Linked DNA regions of Mus musculus: regions 2 and 3 are each linked to region 1. Evidence: chromatin contacts called from public promoter capture Hi-C data. All regions are on one chromosome and are shown on one strand. Each heading gives the region's core, a stretch centred on a gene start, on an enhancer-like site or on the middle of the called end of the contact. The rest is flanking DNA. Distances are from core to core; before and after follow the strand shown.

Region 1 (4,086 bases), core at 1,523-4,022:
CTAAATGCTGAGCATCTCTCCAGCCCCTCCTCCCTTCCCTCCTTCCCTCCCTGCTGGCCACGGTCATGTGAGCAGCTTTGTCACTGCATACTCCTTACTATGATTTTCTGTTTTGCCAGAAACCCTATTCACTTAGCAATGGGTTAAACAAAACCTCTAAAACCATGAGACGAAATAACCTTTTCTTCCTCTTTCATCATTTTTCTGTAGTATTTTGTCTCCGAGGTGGAAAGGTGAGTAATAGAAGCACATGTGCACCACAGAAACTAGAACTGAGCGAACTTGACCAAGCTCCAGAGAGACCTTCAGAGAGTTGCTCATTCACAAACCTAGCATGGCCCAGGGACTCCGACTTTCCAACCCTGTGAAACTCCGCCAGAGTCTGTAGGAATACCAGGGGAAGAAAGGAAGATTCATTGTCTGGGCAAATAACCTTTGGTATCTAAAGGTCCCTGTTTCCATCCTAGGTTTCTGCACCAAAATGTTAGGTATGGGCTGGGTGGGGACAGGGCTTTGGGATAGATAGCAGGTTTGAGAGAGAAACACATAGCTGGATTTAGATAAAATGTCTTGATGATACCAGCCAGCTAGTGTGCCTGCCCAGCCGGCACAAAGTCAAACAATCCTCGGGGGGTGGGGGGGAGTGATGGTGATTATAGGAAAGACAGAAAAAGTATGCAAGAGACAGGTACTGCAGGGCTGCAGGGCAGTACTATGCCAGCCCCAAGTGTTTTTCATTGCCTTCTTATACTTCGGTACCCTGGAGAGCAAAGCCGCAAGCTAACAGAAACAGTGTTGCTAAAATGTATACAAGATATTTGTTCCCATCCCAGAAAATCTCCCTGTTCCTTCCACCAAGGTCAATAGACTCTCCAGCCCCTAGCCTTGAACCTCAGGTGTACCTCCTCTTATCCTTCCATGCCTCCCTCAGCAGACTGGGAAATGGCCAACAAGCCCTGACCTGCCTTGACTCTGCCTGCCATGCAGACTCCCTACACTCCTCTTTTCTCTACTTCAGAAGCAGCAAAATGGCTCACAACAAGCCAGACAAAGAAAACTCCTGATCTTAAAGTTGCCTAATAGGGAAAGGGCTCCAAGTTAACATATGACCTGTGCAAATGATTTAAGTTAGGGTGACACCCAATAGAGGAATAGGATGAACCATAACCTCAGACCCCATCAGCAGAGAGCTGGGCTTGCCTTCCCACCCTGCTCCTAGAGCAGCAAAGATGGGACTTGGGCTTGACCACCCCGTTACATTTGGGACCCAAAGGGTCCAGGTTCTAAGACAGCGCACACCCAGGCACTAATCTGCTGCTTCACTTTGTTCCTAAAGAGTCCCAGACAGTCGGGTGCTGTTTGTCTCCTGTATGGATAGGAAACTGAGTCTCTGAGACACTAATAACTGGCTCTACCCCAAAATGCATAGCTTGTATTTTTAGGGAAGAGTCCCCAACTCCCAAACCCAAGACATTGTGTTTCCACCATGCTGTCTCCCCATTCCAGGTGCCTGAGGTCCCCTGTAACCTTACAGTTCAGGCTCTGCTGAAGTGGTGTGATCACTAGCAATCACAGCCAGTGGATTCTGGGTGGTTGGAACCAGCCCTGAGTTGGAGATTTCAGACACCGATGAGTGAGAGCAGATTAGAACAGAGTCGATAGGGTATATAAACCTTTGGGGGGGGGGGTGTACATCATTGGCTGAGGCCAGGGTGCTAGGATTGCCTCACTTGCATGAGGAGGAATTCCAGGTACTGCTGGACATGACTTTATAAGGGGAAAGGAGGTTTATCCTGACTACCAACTGGCTAGGTGACCACCAACGGTGGGGCAAAGGTGGAGGCACAGGGCTAAGTGCGCTAGGACACGCGGGGCAGGGCAGGAGGTGAGCAATCCTACTCCTGCAGATCTCCAGCCAGATTTCCAAGGTTCGAACAGGTCTCAACCTCACTCTTGCTCCAGGCCTGCTCCCCACAGGTCTCTGACTCCGCAAACTCATATTACCCCATCATTCCAGCCTCTGTGTAACCCCTTTATCTGTGAGGACAGTCAGTGCTATGAAGCCTGGTTGCCTGGGTCGTGTTCCCTGCGCAAAGCCTCCAGTACCCTCTAAGCTCCTCCAGTGCTTTCCCCGCGGAGCTCAGCATTGCTGCCTGGAACACATTTTCCCAACTGAGAAAGAAGAAATCAAAAATGTTGTTTTTGCACAAGCCACCTTTTCACCCATGGCTAAAATCCTCCCACAGAGCATTAATATCCAAAGCCATTTGGAAAGCAAGCTGGGAACTTGGCCTCCCGGAGACTGTAGTAACTGAATTTGCACCATGAGCCAGAAGTGGCCTGGCTGGGGACAGTGGGAATGAGAGGGCATGAGACAGGCATCTGGGGATTGGAGTTGCCCAACCCCCCCCCCTTCCCCACCAACAAGCAAGTGAGCCTCTGCTTCCTGATCTTCAAAAAGCTTCCCTCGGGGAAGCTGGGGAAAGTAGAGCTGACACCCCTTAGAACACAGCGGGGGCTGAGCCTGTGTGTCCAGCGGATGTGAGAGCCATTCCCTAAGCAGAGCACTGGTAGCTAACCGGAGAAGATGCGACCCTCCCTGCAAGCCTGCCACCCCGCCTCAATTAGATTTGGCTTGCAAAATGTTCCCAAGATGAAAGGAGCTGCCAGGGAGCCAGATAATCAAAGCTTCTTTGTGACCTGAAGTTCCTAGCCTATCACTGGCTGGCAAAGAGAAAATGAGAGGTAGAGAGAGAAGAGGAAATTACAAAAGACCACAAAACAGGATGAGCCTGGGCAAAAGCATCCCCGCCCACTCTCTGACTAGTATAGATAGGGGAGGTGTGGGGGAGAAGTGCAGGGTGAAGGCCTGGTATTAGCCTGTCCATCTCTCCTACATAGGGAAGCTGGCACTCAGCAAGAGTAAGGCTCACTCCCAGATCTGCCCAAGGCTCACACCTTGCCTTTCTTCTACTACTCGGGATGATCCTGACCATATTTTATCCCTTTCTTCAGGGTCTTTCCTGGCCATATTTTATTCCTTTCTCTGTCCTGAACTCTGCTTCCCATCTACCAAGTCAGTCAGCATTTTACACACACACACACACACACACACACACACACACACACACCTCAACCTGTCCCTGGATGTTCCTTACACGATGCCGCTATAGAATCAAGGGTTGTTGAGTAACTAGCTGATGGAGCTGCAGTTTTCTCAAGGATCTGTCCCCTGAGAGACTCCCTGCTCCAGTAGATGGCCTAAACCCATGTATACACAGCCAGCACTAGGTGAATTCAGCAGCTTGGGAGGCTTGGGGAAGGGAGGGGAGAGACAGAGCACGCAAGCATGTGAAGTTGAGAGGGAAGTGTGGAGGAGCAGGAGAGGAATCAGATGGGAGAGAATGGGAGACAGACTTGATCAAAGCGCATTCCATGCACATATGAAATTCTCAAACAATAAAGAATAAAAAAGAGAAGGAGATGAGAAAGCATGTCCAAGGAGATCCCTTGCCACCATCATCCAGGGGCCACGGATGCTTGTGGTCCACTGTGCTGCCAGGTAACTGGATATCAGGCTCACACTGCACATAGAATCTCAAGGGACCAGTTAAAGGTGGGCATGTGGCTCAGGTGATGGCATCGTGGCTTGGGAAGCTGGTGGGCCAAGCTGAAAAGGCTTTTCCTGAGGTGATGACTCGTCAGCTACGGTGTCCTAATTGGAAGCATTAGGACCAGAGTTTGGAGCCCCAGGATCCACATCAGTGCTGGTGGGCATGAAGACCTGCCTCTAAGTCTAAAGAAGACAGGATCCCTGAGCAAGCTGGGTAAGGAGACCAATGTGCCCAAATTCTCTGGGGCTGACTGGGAGACGTTGCCCAGGGCACAAAGTAGAAGGATGACTGAGAATTATCAGCATCAACCTCAGGCCTCTACATACTCACATACATGTGCCCACACACATGTGAAGCATGCATATTCACATATACACAGCACACATGGAAACAAAAAAAAAATCAATGAATATTTTTGTCCTGTGACATAAGTAAGGGAGTCTGGCCCTCCCTGAAACAGGCCTTGCAAGTA
Region 2 (4,094 bases), core at 195-2,694, 180 kb after region 1:
GTGGGGAGACCTGCTCCCCACCCACCTTTTGGAATCCCCCTGCCCAGAGCAGCACCATAGTCCCTGTAGAGGCCTCCTCCATGCAGTGGGCCCCTGCAACCTTGGCACGACTCGAAGGAGGAAAGCCTGGAAGAGAGAGGTTCATTTCAGAAGTCACCCATGCTAATCACACAATGAACAAGACAAAGCATCTCCCAGAAGGGCTTCAACCGCTCCTGGAAAGTCACCATGACTTCCAGAGGAAAGTGATAAAGCCAGACACTTAATTTTTTTTTTTTTTTGGTGGAATTCTATTCTAAATAGGTACCTTCTCCCATTTTTACAACTAAACAAACAAAACCCTAGTCGCAGTTAGTGAGATAGCCCATCTAGTACAGGTGCTTGGTACCAAACCGGGTAACTTGAATTTGATCCCTCAGGCCAACACGGTGAAGGAAGAGAAATTACTCACGCAGTACGTCCTGGAGCCCCGTATGCCAAAGCACAAGCATATGCACACAAACTAAACACACAAGATTAAAACAAAACAACAAAAACATTTTTAAGAACCTAAGCCCTCCCCCACCCCACCTCACAGCCCCAAGTACAGGGAAACACGGGCAGTCTGGAGCTCGGACGGGCCCTTCCTCCTAGGCAGGTCTAAATGAACATAGAAAACCTGTCGTTTCAGCTATTCACTAGAGACCGGGCAACAGCGGACTTGAAGGACCGCCCTTCCTTAAGGGGTAAATCAATCGGTGTCAGAACCCCACACAACAAAGCCGTGGGGTACTTATCACAGGACCTCTGCAGTTCTCCGAGTGCCTTGCGCGGCCAGAGAACCTCTTTGTATCATTAACCTGTCTGGGAAGGAAGCAGAGACGTGAGGCACGGAGGCCCTCAACACACTGCCTGTGGTTCTCTGGAGTGAGCAGATTCTGGGCTTTGGAGTCAAGAGGACACTAGCTGTGCATCCTTCTTCACCCTTCCAAAGAAAACCTCAGAATACGCTGAGGGAGACACGGCTCTTAAGCTCTGAACCGGGTGTGTACGTACGAAGTGGCAGCGACGCAGACCGTCCACGTGACCCAAGGGCCCGGGACAAAGCAGGAAAACAGCCCAAGCTAATAGACTCTGGCCTTCCACTGGCCGGTTTCCCGAATGGTCAGCCCAGGCGTCCTGCCTGCCAGTCCTAGACCCGACCGGGGACGGGGAGCGCGTTCCCTCCTGACATTCCTACCATGAGCCCGCCGCCTGCTACAGGACGCACGCTGTACTTGTCACCGGAAAGTTGAAGGGCGCATGCGCGGGCGGTTAAAAACCCGCATGCGCTAATTCAAAAAAAAAAAAAAAAATTACTATGGCTTGGGAACTGTAGTTCAAATTTTGTAACCGCCACCGGTGTTCTGTGAACCATTAGGGAATCTTCCCATGGTGCCTTGGAACTCCAGGGCTCGGAGCGGACCCGGAAGTTCCGGGTAGAGTTCCGGGTAGAGTTCCTGGTGCGGTCGAGGTTTCTGACTGGAGAAATGGCCACTCTCTGTCTCTTCGACATGGATGGGACCCTGACTGCCCCGCGGCAGGTAGGCGGCGCCCGGGAGGCTCGCGGTGGTGGAGCAGAGCCCTTGCTGCCCTAGACCGCGGTAACGACTGTCCGGGAACCAGGAGACGCGAGTCCTGAGCGGGGTCCTGAGTGGGGTGCGCAGGGAGGGGGCCCCCAAAAAACCTTCCGAGTAGGAAACGTGTTCAGAGTCTGAAAGTTCGGGCCTGAGTTTCTTCTCGGGCCCTCGGGGCTGGTGACCTGGCTTGAACTCCAGCCTCGGCCCTCTGACCTGCTGTTTCGCCTCCCCAGCCCTGTCACCTTTGGCTGTCTCTTCTAATATACCAAAGGCAGGTTCTCAGTCGTCTGACCTTCAGCAAATCTTTCTCGGAGCCCTTGAAGCCACTTTAACTGGGGCATTGCCTGTTGCTTGGGATGTTTTGGTGAGGATCACTGAAATTCATGACAGTTCCTCGCCAGATCAGGCCTCAAAAGTGAGCCCCTGCAGCAATGGGGACCCAGGTAGTAATAGGCTGTTTGCTGAAAGGATCAAGGATCCAATGGGACTTTGTTCCGCTAACAGATTTTGCTGTTAGGGCCAAAGATAAGTTTGTGTGGTTTCGTTGTGGTGATGACATTCTTTCTGCCTCCTATACACAAATTCGTGGTTGAGCAGAAATCACTCAAACTTGACACTGGGCTTAAATAGCTTGGGTGTCTCTGCCCCACTCCTTTTAGATTTCGTGGACTGTTCCAGAAGCCCATGTTAAGTGTGTGTAACCTTAGATATGTGAGTCTTATCTTTTTAATTTTTTTATTCCTTTGCAATTACATGTGTACAGTGTATCTGATCATATTCACCCCCAACCTTCCTGTGCTCCCTCTGGGGAACACCTACTCACACATCCCTCTTCCATTTTCATGTCCTTTTTAAAATTCTTATTTTAATACCTCACTAAGTCCAGTTAGTGCTACACACTAACACACCCCAAGTGATGGGCAACATATCACCCATGCTGGAATGTTAACTGACTTGATCTTGTGCAGGGAACCACAGTTGCTGAATTCATGCAGGCAACAGCCATATAATGTCCAGAAGACAGCATTTCATTCGCCACGCTCCTCCCCGTCCTCTGGCTCTTACATTCTTTCTGTCCCCTGAGCCTGGACAGGGTTGATAAAGGGCACTTATTCTTAGCACTTTGTCCAGGTATGCGTCTGCATTGACCACTGCCACTACAAAGAGAAACTTTTCTTACCAGGCTTGAGAGTGGCATTAATCTATGGATATAAACATAAATATTTAGAAGGCAATTTGACAAGATTTCCATTTAACAAAAAGAACACTAGTAGGTTTCCCCATAGTGCCTGTGAGCTCCTGAGTCATAGCTTTTGACCAAGTACTTTACCAGGCTGTGGAATAGATCTTTGTGTTTTGTTTTTTTCGAGACAGGGTTTCTCTGTATAGTCCTGGCTGTCCTGGAACTCACTCTGTAGACCAGGCTGGCCTCGAACTCAGAAATCCGCCTGTCTCTGCCTCCCGAGTGCTGGGATTAAAGGCGTGTGCCACCACTGCCCTGCTGGTTTTTTGTTTTTTCAAGGCAGGGATTCTTGGTGTAGCTTTGCCTGTCCTTGAATTATCTCTGTAGACCATGCTGGCCTCGAACTCATGGAGATCCCCCTGCCTCTGCCTCTGCCTTCTGAGTGCTGAGAATAAAGGCATTTACTGTCCAGCTGCTACCATTCTACCATAAGGAAACTGAAGTAAAACTATTAAGACGTGGCACCTCCGTTTCTTACGGCAGCTGTGCTTCAAGGACCTAAGCTCCAGGGCACTGTTGACGGTCTTGTTTGTCATTTCCTTTTCCTGTGCAAGGGTGGAGACCACTCCAGGTACTAGATAAGCTACTGGGAAAGTGCTTCCGTGTCCCTAGCTAAATGGCAGTAGATGGACATGAAGTATAAGATAGAGAAGGAGCCAGGTGATCCAGATGTGCTTTCAACCCTTAGAACACCATGCGGGCAGTGATCACAAGCAATTGTAACAATAAGAGAAAAGTAATTTAGAAGAGAAGTTTCCTGTATGTTGGGTTCTGCAATTAAAATATTCTAGCAACAGATCTATGTATCATCCGCCTTCCCTGTCTCATCTGTGTGCGTTATCAAACATCACTAATCACAGTGCAATCTGGAAGAGGAAGAACAGGTTATCTTTTATTGTGGTTGTTGTAACAGGATATGGCCTCTGTAGGCTCCACGTGATTAGCACGGACCCAGAGGTTTGCACATTTCCCTGTTTGTATAGAAGTCTGTCTTCCTGGGTGCTTTCTTCCCTACCCCGTAACTTGAGATAAGATTCAGAACAAAAGAAGACAAATGGATTCAGGCCCTAACAGCTTCATGAATCATTTTCCAACTGTGGCATCCTGGAAAATCTCACAGAGATCATTGACAAAAATAATGAACAGAGAAGCCCAGTCCCTGTCACTGTGTGTTTGCTCTTGTTGAGTGACTTTAAACCAGGGTCACTGAGCTACTTCACCCCTTTCCTCTCAGCATGAAGGTCAAGGGTACC
Region 3 (4,217 bases), core at 1,033-3,532, 220 kb after region 1:
CATATACAAACTGAGACGTCAAGGTTCATCTTCACCCCCAACTCAGCCAGACTAGCAGAAAAGAACCCAGAGCCAAGGGAAGATTAAGACTGATCAGCTAAACGGACACAGGGATCCTGGAAGGCACAGGATGAGAAGAGCAGGGGTGTGTGTGTGTGTGTGTGTGTGTGTGTGTGTGTGTGTGTTTTCGTGCGTGCGCGTGCTGTTGAGGCTCACAGCAGCCAGGCTAGCCAGCCACATGCTGCTCCATTGTTCTGAGAAGAGAGAATTCAGTGAGAGTAGGGGGGGGGGGATATCAGGGGCGGGGCCTCTGAACACAGAAGAGCAAACAGTACAGGATTAGGAGACAACCCGTCCCTCCAACAGCCCAGCTGGGACGCCCCCTCCCCTGCCTCCCTCCCCTCAACTGCCAGGAAGCTAGAAGCTCCAGATTAGAGTCCAGAAACCCAAAGCAGTCCCTTCCAATAACGTCATCCCACGGGGCAGGCCAAGGAGACCTCTTGGCCTCCTAGCCCTGAATTGCCTCACCCCACCCCCAGTTCTGCTCACCTTCCAGCCTGATTGTTTCCATCTTCTCCTAGACCCACTAATTCCCTGCCTCAGTTTGACAAGGACCTTGCAAATCCCAGTAGCTCAAAGCTATAGAGGCAGTCCCAGCCACACTGCAGAGCAGAAGGTGGGCTTAACAATAGTGGCCCTAAGGTGTGCACAGTCACACTAGGAGAACCCTCCCCTCCCACAGCTGCCAGATATGAGGCACAAAGTCTTCCCCTTGCATTCGCAGGACTAAGAAAGCCAGCTCCCCCAACCCTAGGCTGGGCTGAAGTCAGCTTACTCTGACCCCAATTCAGCTCATGGTCACCCTGGAGGGTGAGGTGATGCAAGGGCACAGAGTGGCAACCAGGCTGTCGTCACCCAAGAGGCGATGATAGGGGGGAGGGAGGCCAAACTCTGAGGAGACCCCTGTCCCAGACCAGGGAATGGCTGAGCTGAGGCTTAAGGATCACTTAGGGACACAATGAACAGTCAGAGTCACAAAGCCGCTAGAGAAGGCCCTGTGGGAAAGTTCGAGCCTAATAGGACAAAGAACAGGAACATGGGACACAGATTGTAATTCGAGTTTTTAAGTGGTTTGAAGGATCTTGCTGTGGACAGTTCCTCTGTCTTAGTCTCCCCAGTGCTGTGAAGGAGAAGGAAGTTATTTACCGCAGCTGGCCTTGAACTAATTATGGAGCCACGATTGAACCTGAATCCTGAATCCTTTTTACCTCCCCAGTGCTGGGACTGCAGGCATAACCCACCACTACTGGTTTAATGACCAATTATTTTTCATTCTCTCCCTCTGGCTTCAGCTTGGAGAGAGAACATACTAAAAGCACCAAGAAGTAACAGTATGGTCAAGAGGGGAAGGTTTTTAAAAAGCCCCTATTTCTCCAGACACTTAGGCTAGCCAGCTCCCTCTATTCCAATCGGCGGGGAAGGGTGGGGGGGTCTCCTATTTTGCAAAGGGGCACCTCCATCTCTCAGAATCCAGGCCCTGAAGGAGAAGTGGGAATCTACAGCTGACCCTGCACAGACCTAAACTGCAACCTCAGAAAACTGTGAGCTCAGAGCCTGGTTTTTTTAAACAAAAAGCAAAACCCAACCTTGCATTTCCGGCCTGTAAACAGGACCGCCAGTCCCGGTGAAGTTTTCCTCTGTGCCCTAAGGCCCCCATCCTGGCGCAAACACCAAGCGAGCGCGCCCTGCCGCTCCTCCTCCCTACAGGCAGCCAACCGCGAGGGGTCAGGGCGGTTCCCCCTCTCCGGGCCTGGCTACTGTCCCGCCGCCCAGCATGCAGCTGGCGAGGCCCGGCCGTCGAGGACAGCTCCGCCTTCCTCTAGCCGCGAGTCTCCAGCACCTCCAGCCCGCCAGAAAACGCAGAGGGCGCGCCTCCTACGCTCAAAAAACAGGTGGCCCAGAGAGAAGTACTAACCGAAGTCAGACAAGTATCGGTGTTGTGGCCACACCCACCCGTCTCCCCTTGGGGACGGTGAGTAACCCGCGCTCCCCAAACTAGCCCGGGCGACTGGAGCACGTCCCGGAGGTGGGGGTGGGGGGGCACCCATCACGGAGCTGGAGAACGAGAAGGCCCCACAGAGGGGAAGCAAAGTGCAGAGCAGGCCTCGGCCCCGTCCCCGCGGCTCCAGAGATCCCGCGCACCATCACGCCCATCCCTAGGGTCCCAGGACCAGCCACTTACCTGGCGACACGTCCTACTCCTCCAGCTGCTGCTCTTCGACTGCAAGAAAAGATCGGGGACTTGGGGCGTGGCCGCGGGGCAGGGCGGAGTGTGAGACCACGCCCCTTGGAGCTCCGGGCCAATGGACGCGCGGCCCGGACCTTGGACTGGTCGGGGAGGAGGAGCGCGGCACAGCTGCTGCCGCAGGACCTTTGTGTTGATGCCCCGCGGGCGGGAGCCGGGGACTCGGCAGCGGCTGGAGGTGTTCTCCCCGCCACTCGCGGGTCTGCGGGCGCCCAGTGCCGGCCCGGTGCCCGGGAAAGTGGCACAATCGGGTCTCGGCGTGCTGTGCCTGCCACTCCCCAGCACAAGTCCGGCCCCAACCTGCCCTTGACTCGAGATAAGCGGGCGCCTTTTTTTTTTTTTTTTTCAAGAATTAAGAGATAGAAGGAAGGCGAGAGACAGAAAGGGAAATATAAAAATGAGAGGAGGGAGGAGTTGTTTTGTTCGTTTTCTATTGTCTAATTGATTTATTCTTCGTGGGCTGATTTTGAGACAGGATAGCCTCAGACTCCCTAATGGATTTGAGATGGGTGTGGGCACCAACCCCATGTTTTTTCAATTTTTATTTCTACTGAATCCCTGAAGCTTTATGTACTGGCTGGTTTTGTGTGTCAACTTGACACAAGTTAGAGTCATCCGAGAAAAAGGAGCCTCAGTTGAGGAAATGCCTCCATGAGATCCAACTATAGGACATTTTCTCAATTAGTGATCAATGAAGAAAGAGCCCAGCTGGTTGTTGGTGGAGCCATCCCTGGGCTAGTGGTCCTGGGTTCTATAAGAAAGCAGGCTGTGTAAGTCATGAGGAGCAAGCCAGTAAGCAGCTGTCCTCCATGGCCTCTGTATCAGCTCCTGCCCAGTTCCTGTCTTAACTTCCTTCAATAATTAACAGAAACATGGAAGTGTAAGCCAAATAAACCTCTTTCTCCCCAGTTTGCTTTTTGATCAATGGTGTTTTCATGGCAGCAATAGAAACCCTTAAGATACTTTATCTGTGGAAGTAAATGGTGTTTCTTCCAATTTTCAGAAAAGGAAACTGAGGCACAGAGACATGCTGTGATCTATCTCCATGGCCAACAAAGAGAGCAAGCCCTCAGCGTGACCCCCCCCCCAGGGTCAAATTCATATTTCCTAGGTGTGGGAAAGAGGTTCCCTGTAGGTGTGGTAGGCAGCAGCCCCCAGTCTTCCAAGAGATAGCTCATCCCTACTGAGACCCTCTAGACCTACCCCCAGGGCATGCTGAACCATCAAAATCAAGAAAGCCAACTCCTCAGGCAAAGAGAAGGGCTCCCTCGGCTCTCTGGCAGGGGGACTAGAAAATGGTACAGTCACCATTCAGGAAGGAAAAAAAAAAAAAAAGACAGATGCCCAGGCACGTGCCCACGAGGAGACTGAAGTATATAGTCACACAAGCTTTTTGGACCCCTCCATGATCGGTTTATTTATTTTTGAGGCAGTCTTCTGTGACCCAGTATGATTATGAACCATGGCTGTCACCTTTACTGGATCTGCAGTCACCTAAAGAGACAAGTCTCTGTGTATATCTTCTTGGCTAGGGAAATTAAAACGAGAAGGGCCGCCCTAACTGGAGACAGCAGTAAAACCTTTTTGGGTTTCGCCAGCTTGCTTTCCTGTCTTCATGATGGGTGCATCTGCTTTGTTGCTGTTGCTGCTTCCACCATCCTTCATGAACATCAAAACCTAGCGTTTTCCACCTTCCAATCTGGACCAAAGACCAGCGACTCTCCTGGAATCCTCCCGATGTTTAGTGCTAGGTTGGGCATTCTGTGTTCCTCTGTTCTCCGCCTTCTGCTTTGCAGCAGTGTCTCTCACTAATCTAGAATCTTGCCATTTTAGCTCATCAGCAAGCTCTCAGGAGTCACTCATCTCAACCCCAGTTCCCAGCGTTGCAAGCATGTGCAGCTATGCCTGGCTA

What was found. Promoter capture Hi-C pulls out the DNA fragments that hold promoters and counts their contacts.
Region 2: a contact with region 1 is called in a promoter capture Hi-C map of the HPC-7 cell line. The contact joins the promoter of Tmem186 here to the enhancer-like site in region 1. A contact is called at or near these places in 13 of 39 promoter capture datasets (the C10 cell line, the HPC-7 cell line, cranial neural crest and 9 more), 3 of 115 datasets of contacts at active chromatin or transcription factors (embryonic stem cells, epiblast stem cells and stem cell-derived neural progenitor cells) and 3 of 9 other capture datasets (adipose tissue, liver and pancreatic islet).
Region 3: a contact with region 1 is called in a promoter capture Hi-C map of the HPC-7 cell line. The contact joins the promoter of Carhsp1 here to the enhancer-like site in region 1. A contact is called at or near these places in 21 of 39 promoter capture datasets (the 3T3-L1 cell line, 3T3-L1-derived adipocytes, the C10 cell line and 14 more), 1 of 15 datasets of contacts at CTCF or cohesin (large pre-B cells), 1 of 484 Hi-C or Micro-C datasets (bone marrow-derived macrophages), 17 of 115 datasets of contacts at active chromatin or transcription factors (the SCID.adh cell line, T-cell acute lymphoblastic leukemia, embryonic basal ganglia and 12 more) and 3 of 9 other capture datasets (adipose tissue, liver and pancreatic islet).

What each region holds. Positions count from the first base shown.
Region 1 is chr16:8,452,594-8,456,679 of GRCm38.p6, forward strand. No RefSeq gene overlaps it. Among named protein-coding and RNA genes, the nearest start is that of Mettl22, 16 kb to the right of the region's middle. Within about 2 kb of position 2,773, at least 41 of the 459 cell types and tissues checked have an H3K27ac peak or open chromatin away from gene starts, as enhancers often do. A contact at or near this core is called in the HPC-7 cell line, memory CD8 T cells and regulatory T cells, where this site is marked.
Region 2 is chr16:8,636,267-8,640,360 of GRCm38.p6, forward strand. It overlaps Tmem186 (transmembrane protein 186), which reads right to left and starts at 1,445. Exons shown (of 2, transcript NM_025708.5): 1 at 1,220-1,445; 2 at 1-126. The coding sequence starts at 1,222. Pmm2 (phosphomannomutase 2) reads left to right here and starts at 1,441. Exons shown (of 9, transcript NM_016881.3): 1 at 1,441-1,562. The coding sequence starts at 1,509.
Region 3 is chr16:8,669,871-8,674,087 of GRCm38.p6, forward strand. It overlaps Carhsp1 (calcium regulated heat stable protein 1), which reads right to left and starts at 2,283. Exons shown (of 4, transcript NM_025821.2): 1 at 2,243-2,283.